2 separate regions of the Canis lupus genome follow, and region 1 is linked to region 2. A link is a contact called in public Hi-C data. All regions are on one chromosome and are shown on one strand. Each heading gives the region's core, a stretch centred on a gene start, on an enhancer-like site or on the middle of the called end of the contact. The rest is flanking DNA. Distances are from core to core; before and after follow the strand shown. Region 1 holds the start of MRPL3 (39S ribosomal protein L3, mitochondrial). Region 2 holds the start of NEK11 (serine/threonine-protein kinase Nek11).

The links. Hi-C and Micro-C count contacts between places; a contact is called where the count stands out from the background.
Region 1: a Hi-C map of blood shows a contact between it and region 2, with 2.2 times the contacts expected there. The contact joins the promoter of MRPL3 here to the promoter of NEK11 in region 2. A contact is called at or near these places in 2 of 9 Hi-C or Micro-C datasets (both in blood).

Annotation. Positions count from the first base shown.
Region 1 is chr23:29,116,875-29,121,538 of UU_Cfam_GSD_1.0, reverse strand. MRPL3 (39S ribosomal protein L3, mitochondrial) reads left to right here and starts at 1,572. Exons shown (of 9, transcript XM_038570848.1): 1 at 1,572-1,832; 2 at 2,826-3,010; 3 at 4,307-4,398. The coding sequence starts at 1,741.
Region 2 is chr23:28,753,931-28,758,516 of UU_Cfam_GSD_1.0, reverse strand. It overlaps NEK11 (serine/threonine-protein kinase Nek11), which reads right to left and starts at 2,443. Exons shown (of 17, transcript XM_038570831.1): 1 at 2,306-2,443. It overlaps ASTE1 (protein asteroid homolog 1), which reads left to right and starts at 2,502. Exons shown (of 5, transcript XR_005377021.1): 1 at 2,502-2,835; 2 at 4,024-4,586.

The sequences.
Region 1 (4,664 bases), core at 323-2,822, 360 kb before region 2:
TTATCTTCTGGGATCAGAGGGGACACCCTGACCATGGTTCCAGGTGACAAGAATACTCACTGATCTAGAGCCACACTCCAGCCATCAGAACTATACTGGCATCAGGAGAAAGACCAGGAAGAAGAATCCTGCCTTTGGTTTAAAGTATTTGGTCCCCTGGCATGTGATGTTCCACTGTCTATTGCTAACACTTTTGTTCAGTCATCAAAGAATTTTAAAGCAACATACATGGGTTTAATTAAGTGTTATTTGGAAGTATCCAGGGTAAACACAATAGCAATTGGTTGAATAGAAAAGCAAGCAAAGCGAAGATTTTGAACCTACTTAATTCCAAGTAGTAACCAGGAATTGATCATTGCCTGGATATCTTAAGCCAGGCTAGCCAGATCACTAATAAAAAGAGGCTGTTGAAATAGCTAAATTTTAAAGCTCTTATTCCCAAATTTCTACCAACACCCATTAAGCAAATAAGGAAATGGACTTTTGAAGTAGAATGAGTGCCCAAGGCACACACATGCTGATTAGGCTGGGTCTGGGACGCAGGACAAGGCTTTATTTGTAGAGAAGATTTATGAGGTAGGCACTGCTGCATCACAAACACCCTAACACTTACTCAAAGTAAGAGTCATCATTTATTTTCTTTGGCATTTCTTCTGGTCAGGAACCTGTGAGTTCAGGCTCAAGCTGGGCAGTTCAGGCTCAAGGTCTTTCAGCAGATGCAGTCACCTGAAGGGTGGTCTGGGACCTGAGGGTCCAATTCTGGGTGGCTCGCTTCCAGCTGGAAAGGAGCCTCTCTACAGGGCTGTTTGGGTGTCCGCAGGACAGGACCGCTGCCTTTCCCCATAGGGAGCACTCCAACAGACCAAGACAGAAGTAGCAATACCCTGTATGACCCTGCCCTGCAAGTCACACAACATCACCTTGGCCATGCCCTATTATTAATACATGCTGGCCCTGTGTCTGTACCAGCTCTGTCCCTCTGCCAGATGTACTACTGTGGACCAGCACCAAAATTCTGAGTCCCTGTTCCCTCATTTGTAATATAAAAATAACAATTTCCAGGGCACCTGGGTGACTCAGCGGTTGAGCATCTACCTTCGGCCCAGGTCGTCTTCCCAGGGTCCTGGGTTCGAGTCCCAATCAGGCTCTCCAAGGGGAGCCTGCCTCTGCCTCTCTCTGTGTGTCTCTCATGAATAAATAAATGATCTTTTTTTTTTTTTTTTTTTTTTAGAAAAACGAAAAAATAAAAAATAATGTCCTTTCGGGGCTGTTTTGAACATAAATCAGTAGAACAATATCAAGGGCTGTTCAGTACAAGGAGCTGCCACACAGTGTGCATTATTTTTAAGTGATTTCGCTTCCTTAAGGAGCCTGTCCCCGGGTCGCCTCATTCTTGCAAAGTCTAAACTCCAAACATTCTTTTTTTTTTTTTTCTTTTAAACCCCTGGAGAGACAAGTGAGTCAGTCCCTGCCCTCCCTACTCTAACTCAGACCCAAAGTAGGACTCTCCCGAGGCGGAACTCTAATTCCCGGGGTGACTCTAGTGCCCGGGACGCATTGGGAAGCGGACCGGAAGTGGCTCCTCCGGCTCCTTTCCGGTCCCCGAGGGCAGCGGCAGGCAGCCGGCGGGACGTTCCTGGGAGGCTCGAGGCGGGCTGGCGGCTGCAGCGCGGGGACGCCTTGAAAGCAGAGCGGCGGGACGCCAGGAAGAGTAGCGGGGCGAGCCCTCCCGGCCACTCCATGTCTGGTTGGAGGCTGCTGGCCCAGGCCGGCGCCCAGGTGCTGGGCTGCAGCGCGGGCGGCCCGGGTGCTGCCCGGGGCTCGGCAAACAGGTGGGTGGGGGAGGGGGAGGTATGGTCCCTGCAAAACACACCTGGAGCCGAGCTTTGGCCCCCGGTGCGGACGGGTGCGCCCTGGGTGGACGGGGAAGGGGCTCCGTCCAGACCACAGGCGCAGGGGACTCAGAGCGTTACTCCAAGCAAGTGCCCATTGAAGGAGTGAGGGGGGATTTTTTTTTTTTTTTTTTTAATGTTTAACATTTATGAGCCAGCGCCTGGCAGGGAGCATTACCAACAGGATTAACACCTACCAATTAGTGGGCGTTTTCTATGTACCGAATGCTTTGATAGGTGTATTAGGCGCCGCCTTAGCTCAGTAGCCTCACGAGGTAGAATTGCTGCCCTTATGCATTTTACAGACACTGCCATGATGATATTTTGCAGATAAAAACAGAAGCTTGGAGAAGTAACTTAGTGTAAAGCTGGGACTCCGACCTGGATGTACCCGACCACGAAAGGTGGATAGACAGCAGAGAGTCTTAACTTTTCTGACCCTCCCGTGCAAGAATTTACCTCCTTCCCAACACAAGGTCTTTCTTGCGTTCAGGTTCTCAGAGAGATCATGTCTTTTACGGATCTTCTGAGCCTAGGCCTTGTCATTGCTGGGAAGAGGTGGGCTTGTCAGAGGGAGAGAGAGAGAGAGATCAGCATCCCACATTGTTACCCCCGCTGGGCTTAAACTATTAAGGTCCACCTACAAATGGATCAGGGCTTCCTGTGTCTAGGTAGGACAGTTCTGTTAGAAGTTGGTTTATAACAGCAGAGGGGATGAAGGCCTTTTACTCTAGGGTCATCCCTTAAACAATTAAGTGTGAAGCCCATTATTATAAGGAATGTCCGGGGGGGGGGGGGGGGGCGCGACTTGCACGGACTCCAAATCCTTTTCCTAAGGCCCAGACTACACTTTCTAACTCATGTGACCTCCCTCCCCCGCATTAAATGGGGGAAGCCTTTTATGTTTTGGTTTTCTAATTTTTGTTTTCATAGAACAGACATTTGGCTTTTGGTTAGAAGTCTCCATGGCAGAAGTGGTACATGGTGGGATGAGCATCTTTCGGAAGAAAACGTCACATTTGTTAAGCAGTTGGCCTCTGATGAAAATAAAGCCCAGTTAGCAAGTAAACTGTGTCCTTTGAAAGATGAACCCTGGCCTCTACATCCTTGGGAACCAGGTAGTTATTTTATATTTGATAGTCTCTCATTTTCCTAATTACTGTGTGTGGCTGGCACATCCAAAATCATAGTGACTGCCTGATGAATTTATCATGTCATGAATTTACTTTTCATGTCTTAAGTGTGTCTGTTTAATTGAGGTTTGGTTTGCAAGGTTATGTCTAGCATGCTGGTTTACTATTAGTGAATATCCGATGGTAATCAAGACTTCTTCAAGAAACTGTTTCGTAGGTGAAGGGAAGATCATTCTGCATATGTTTTTTGTTTCCTTCAGATTAAAAAAAAAATGTATAAAATAAACCAGAGAAGAAAAGTTAGAGGAGTATGATCTAAAACTACAGTGTGAAAAATAAATAAATAAATAAATAAAACTACAGTGTGTCACACAGATGTTTTCAGTTGGGATATCCAAGCACTCCAGGTTTGCCAAGCTTAACCCCAGAATCAGCTCCTTGTGTCCAGTAGAGTACTAAATCCATGTGTAGTGAGACTGAGAATAAGGCCTATACTGTTGAGAATGTGGTCTCTAGTTGGAGTTTATTGTGACAGTTGAATTGTATAGTGATCTGAAGTTCTTAGTGGAGGGCAGCCTGGGTGGCTCAGTGGCTTAGCGCCGCCTTCAGCCCAGGGCATGATCCTGGAGACCTGGGATCGAGTCCCACGTTGGGCTCCCTGCATGGAGCTTCTCCCTCTGCCTGTGTCTCTGCCTCTCTCTCTCTCTCTGTGTCTCTCTCATGAATAAATAAATAAAATCTTTTTTTTTTTTTAATAAAATCTTTTTAAAAAAAAAAAAGTTCTTAGTGGAGCAACTTTACTAACGTGTGCAAGAAATCTAAGTGGCATGGTGGAAGCTGACATATTTAGCCACTTGACCACTTGTGTCATCCCTGTAACACCAGCTAAGTTCTTAGAATTTGAGCAGATATTTTCTAATTAATGCACTTAGATATGAATTGATACTAGAAAAGCAAATTGTAATGATGGATTTATCATGCCCTCCATTAATACCATTATTTTAAAGCCAGAATATATCAGTTTACCTATTTTCTTTATTTTGTACAGTTTTCCTATATTTACTCATTATATAGAGATTTATTAAGTAACAATATGTTACCTAGCCATGCTTGAAGTCTGTTATATCTCTAAGGAACAGTAATGTTTTACTCTGAATATATTAGCATGTTTCTTACCTGCCTGTTGCTCATATTGGAACCACAGTATAGGAAATACTGTTGCTTCATTTTGGCAAATGTTGAAAAAGTTTGTAATAACATTGATTTGTTTTTAATTATCAGGTTCCTCTAGAGTAGGACTTATTGCACTGAAGCTGGGTATGATGCCTTTATGGACCAAAGATGGTAAAAGGCATGTGGTCACATTACTTCAGGTAAGAAAGAAACAGAAGATGTAACAGATGTGTACATGTGCCAAGATCTGAGTGCAAACCTGAATGGGCAATATTTGTATCCTGAAACATGTAACTCTGTGATGAAGAATGGGCTAATGATAAGCATAAATACTATTAAAGAACTTCTGAGTGTTTCAGTGAATATTTCACTCTTGCCTGTGTGGTGGCCTTCTTGGTATTGGCATAGGGATAACTACAACAATGAGTTAAAAAAAGATTGTAACTTAGCTTCTCACAGGTGTACC
Region 2 (4,586 bases), core at 1,194-3,693:
GTAAGTCTTTCTTCCCACCTTATGTCTGTTTTGATTAACAAACAGTGAGTTAGGATCACACTAGAAATTAGCATAGAATTTTTTTCTGTAGATATTAAACCTTGGCTTTTGCATTTATTAGAATAGATGTGAAGAGGAACAAAGACTTCAGAATAAATTTTTCCCATCCTAAACCAATTCTGATCTAGTTTCTGAAGTTATTATACACACTGTGTATAGAGTAATCTCTCTGGATTGGAAATAAGTGTCACAAATGCAGTTCAAACCAAAAACTGTGTTTTGATGATAGCTGAATATACATGTGTTATAATTCCTCAAGGAACTATAAATGTGCTGCAGGATTATGAAAAGTAGGACTGTTTTATATGAGTGTATGCCCAGTAAAATCACTTTTACTTCATCAAAATGTAAAATGTTTTGTTGGTAATCATGAAAAGTGGATTTGTTTAAAATCTATGAAAACATGATTTTTAATTGAAGACAGTCTATGCCTTGGAGTCAAGTTTCCACAACTATAAGACAAAAACTTATCGTGTATAACGATAAAACGAGATGCTACCTGTGTAGTTTGGGGTTCATGACCAACACACTTTGCATGGTGGTGGCAATTACAAATATCCTCAGACTAGAACAAAACAGTAAATGTGTATTTAGGCATTTTTCTTCTTAAACTAATGCATTAATCAGTTAGGTTTTACCTGATGCCAGTAAGATGTATTCTATAAATAGCTTTAAAAAGGGGGAGGGCATGTATGGCTGGCTCAGTTGGCAGAGCATGCCACTCTTGATCTCAGGACTGTGGGTTTGAACCCCATGTTGGGTGTGGAGATTACCTAAAAATAAAATCTAAGAAAAAGGAGGAGGAGAAGAAACCAATCATCGTGTGCTCATGACAATACTAAAACGTTAGCATTGTGTCGGAACCTCAAAATCCCTGAATTAATAAAAATTTACATCAGATTATCAAGATCACAGAAAATATCAGTAAAATCTACTACTGAAAAAAAATGACTGGAGAGCAGTCCTCCAGATGTGTATTTTGTTTGCTTTCCCTGCTCCCACAAAAGTGATACTTTCTGGCAAATTAAAATACATGGACTCATAGAGTTTTCAACAGGAAAGAACCCTCCAGATGACCCAGTAATTCTCCTTATATTAGGGATGAGATAAAGGTCCCTATTCAGTGAAGGACAGACTAGTTCTGGAGAAGTCCAATTTCCCAGGGGCTCCTGTTTGTAAATGAGCTTAATTTTAAACCCAGCAATGTCATCTAAGCAGTCTGGCCAGGCCCACAGACTACTTTGGAACTAGGTTCCCTTCTGCCAAACTCCCAGACTCAGCCCTGTGACCTTTAGTAATCAATTCCACTAATCTCCTCTGTGCAACCACAGAGCTACCCTAGCAGGTCCCATGTTGTCTAGATTCCAGAACTATCTGTTCCTTTGTCAACGTTCACTCGCCCCTACCTCCTGAAGGTTGTGGATGAAGCTGAGCGCCAGATACACACACCTTCTGTATCTTTGTATCCTTGGCTCCTGTCATATAGTAGTAGGTGGTTCAACAAATTCTGTTAAGGCAAACAGGCATCCACACACAGACCGACTGTTGCCCAAGGGAGGAAAAAAAAAGTGTGCGTGGTGAGAGGAGGGAAGAGAAGACTTAGAAAGTCGGATGGGAACCGTGAGAAAGGGGAGAGATGACCTCCTGCAAACTGACCTGGCTGGGGGCAAAAGACAAGGGAAGGAGCGTGTTCATCACGGGTTCAAGTCAAGTAGTTCTCTTCCCTTGTCATAAAGAGAGGAAGCAGGTCAGACACCAGATTCTGCTTAAGTGGAACACTAACCTTTTTTTTTTTTTAATTTTATTTACTTATTCATGAGAGACACACACAGAGAGAGGCAGAGGCACAGGCAGAGAGAGAAGCAGGCTCCCTGCAGGGAGCCCGACGTGGGACCCTACCCCGGGTCTCCAGGGTCACGCCCTGCGCCGAAGGCTGCCCCTCCCCCACCGAACCCTAACCTTAAAGGCAAACCTTAACCTTAAGGTAAAACGAACATTCCCTGCCTCAACTTCTTTTTTAAAAAAATTACATTTTCGCAAAGCGGGCTAACATATACGGAGGCGGCGCCGGCCACGCTTCTGCTCCGGAGGCGGGAGCGGATCTGGGAGGCGAGGAGCCAAGGGAAGCGGAGGGGTCGCGGGCACGGAGGCCCCCGGGGGCCGAGCCCCGCTGGGGCGACCTGAAGCCATCACCGTCCGCGGCTTCGGGGAGCCCGGCGCGCCACGCGGGCCGCCCTTCGCATACCTTTCGGGGCCGAGGGCGGAGGAGCTGCGGCGCCAGGCCGTGCCCACGGTCCCACCCGTAATTGGGACGGACGCCGGGCAGGTCTCCCGTAGGTGCAGCAGCCTCGCCGAGCCGCCCGACCTCGGGGCCAGGCTGTTGCGCCCCGTTGCCAGGGAGACAGCGTGGGGCATGCTGGGAAGCGGCGGGAGGCGGCACGGGGCCGGGCGCCGAGGCGGAAGTGTGCGGTGACCCAGGTGGGCGGGGAAAGGCGACCAGGTCGGGCCCGCCTGGCTCTCCTAACGTGGCAGCGGCCCTCTCGGAGCTGACATCCCCGCCTGCCTTGAGCGACCTCGCGCCCCGCGGCCCCGGAGCCCCTGTGCCCCCGCGCCCTCCGGCTCCACCAGCTTCCTGGACGCGAGCTTTCCCAGTGACGTCATACGCGGCGACTTCCGGTTCCCGCTCCCCAGGTCGGACCCTCACGTGCGGGCGGTTCCAGCAGTGGCTCCTGCAGCCTTTTAATGGAAGGGCCGGCCCCGGGGAGGACGGTGCAGGTGCGCTCGGCTGCTGGCCCGGGTGGCCGGTTATGAGGGTTGTGGAGGAGCGAGGTGTGAAGGCCTGTGTTTGACGACTGGCCTCAAGCCTTCTGGGCGCCTTCCTCCGACCCAGCACACGTTTGTTCAGCTCCTGCGAGGCCCTGTAATTAGCTTAGGAGGAGTGGCCACGGCCTCCGTTCGCATAAGCTTTGCAAGACAGACGTCAATAAATAACTGCTATACCAGATAAGATGCTGAGGAGGGCAGGGCCAAAACTGGGGTGAACTGGCGTGGGCGCAAAATGCAAGGGGTGCCCCAGAAGTCTGTAATCAAGATAGACACATTTTAATGCAATATAATTAAAAATCAAAATCAATGCAAAAGAAATCGGGCGTCGATAAAAATCTCATGGTTTTTAAATAAAGACCGTGCCACGCTGAGCCCTATTGGAGCGGGAGGCCCAAGGAAAAGCTAGTAACACACACTCTGTGACTCCAGTTAGCCAGAGAGGGAGCGATATTCTTGGTCCTGAGCCAGATATGCAATTGCAAGAAGAGGGAAAGAACCTCTAGTTAGGGTGAAGCTGGGGAGTTCCTGCATGCATGTAGCAGTAATTTTCCTTACTCAAAACTATATGCCAATTAAGATGGGACTGACCACAAGCCAAGGCCTAAACGAAATTCCCAGACTGATTATCAATAAAGAAAAACTGGATGGGTATCATTGACCCTACACACTTTCGTTAACTGAAGCCCGGTACTCTCTGGTTCGTTAGTTATGAGAGTGAGAGGGTATCATTTTTATAGCTCAGGACTTTTTATTTTGACCCCGCGAAAATGTTGTTGCAAGGTGATGACTGTTATGTTTCCATATCAGAGCCCGCAGTAGGCTCTGTTAGTATGTCAGTAATGGGCTTTAACTGATTTTCTTTTAGAATCAATAGCCTCCACCCTATCCAGAGATTAAACTCCATGAAACCATTGCATTTGTGCCTTGTCACACATGGGGAAAGCAAAAGAGAATGAAAAGGCACTCAGCTAGGTGGTGTTACTTGAGCATCTAGGTAAGAATTGAGAGGCTAACGCCTAATATGTTCTGTTTAAAGAGCTGTTCATAACATTTGATGTTGGTTTGTGGTGTTGGAAATTAAGACTCGGTCCCCATTAAACAGCATTAGTTGAAAGTGTGTTCTGCTGTTTTAAACAGGCAATTCTTCAGACAGTCATCATGGGTATTCGAGGACTAATGAGCTTTGTGGAAGATCATAGTAATGAGTTCTTCACTGATTTGAAGTTAAGAGACACAAAAATTGTCATTGATGGCTACGCTCTCTTCCACCGGCTTTGCTTCAACTCAAACTTGGAACTTCGGTATGGAGGAGACTATGATTCTTTTGCAGATGTTGCACAAAAATTCTTTGAATCACTGTTGGCTTGTAATATCTGTCCATATGTTGTATTAGATGGAGGATGTGATATTTCCGATAAAAAACTTAAAACTTTAAAGGATCGAGCTAGGGAGAAGATCCAGATGGCTCATTCCCTTTCTGTTGGTGGGGGTGGGTATGTGTGTCCTTTACTCATCCGGGAAGCATTCATACAGGTTTTGATCAAGCTACAAGTGTCTTTTGTCCAGTGCTTCTCAGAGGCAGATCGGGACATTATGACACTGGCTAATCATTGGAATTGCCCTGTGTTATCATCAGATAGTGACTTTTGCATCTTTGACCTAAAATCGGGGTTTTGCCCCTTAAATAGCTTTCAGTGGAG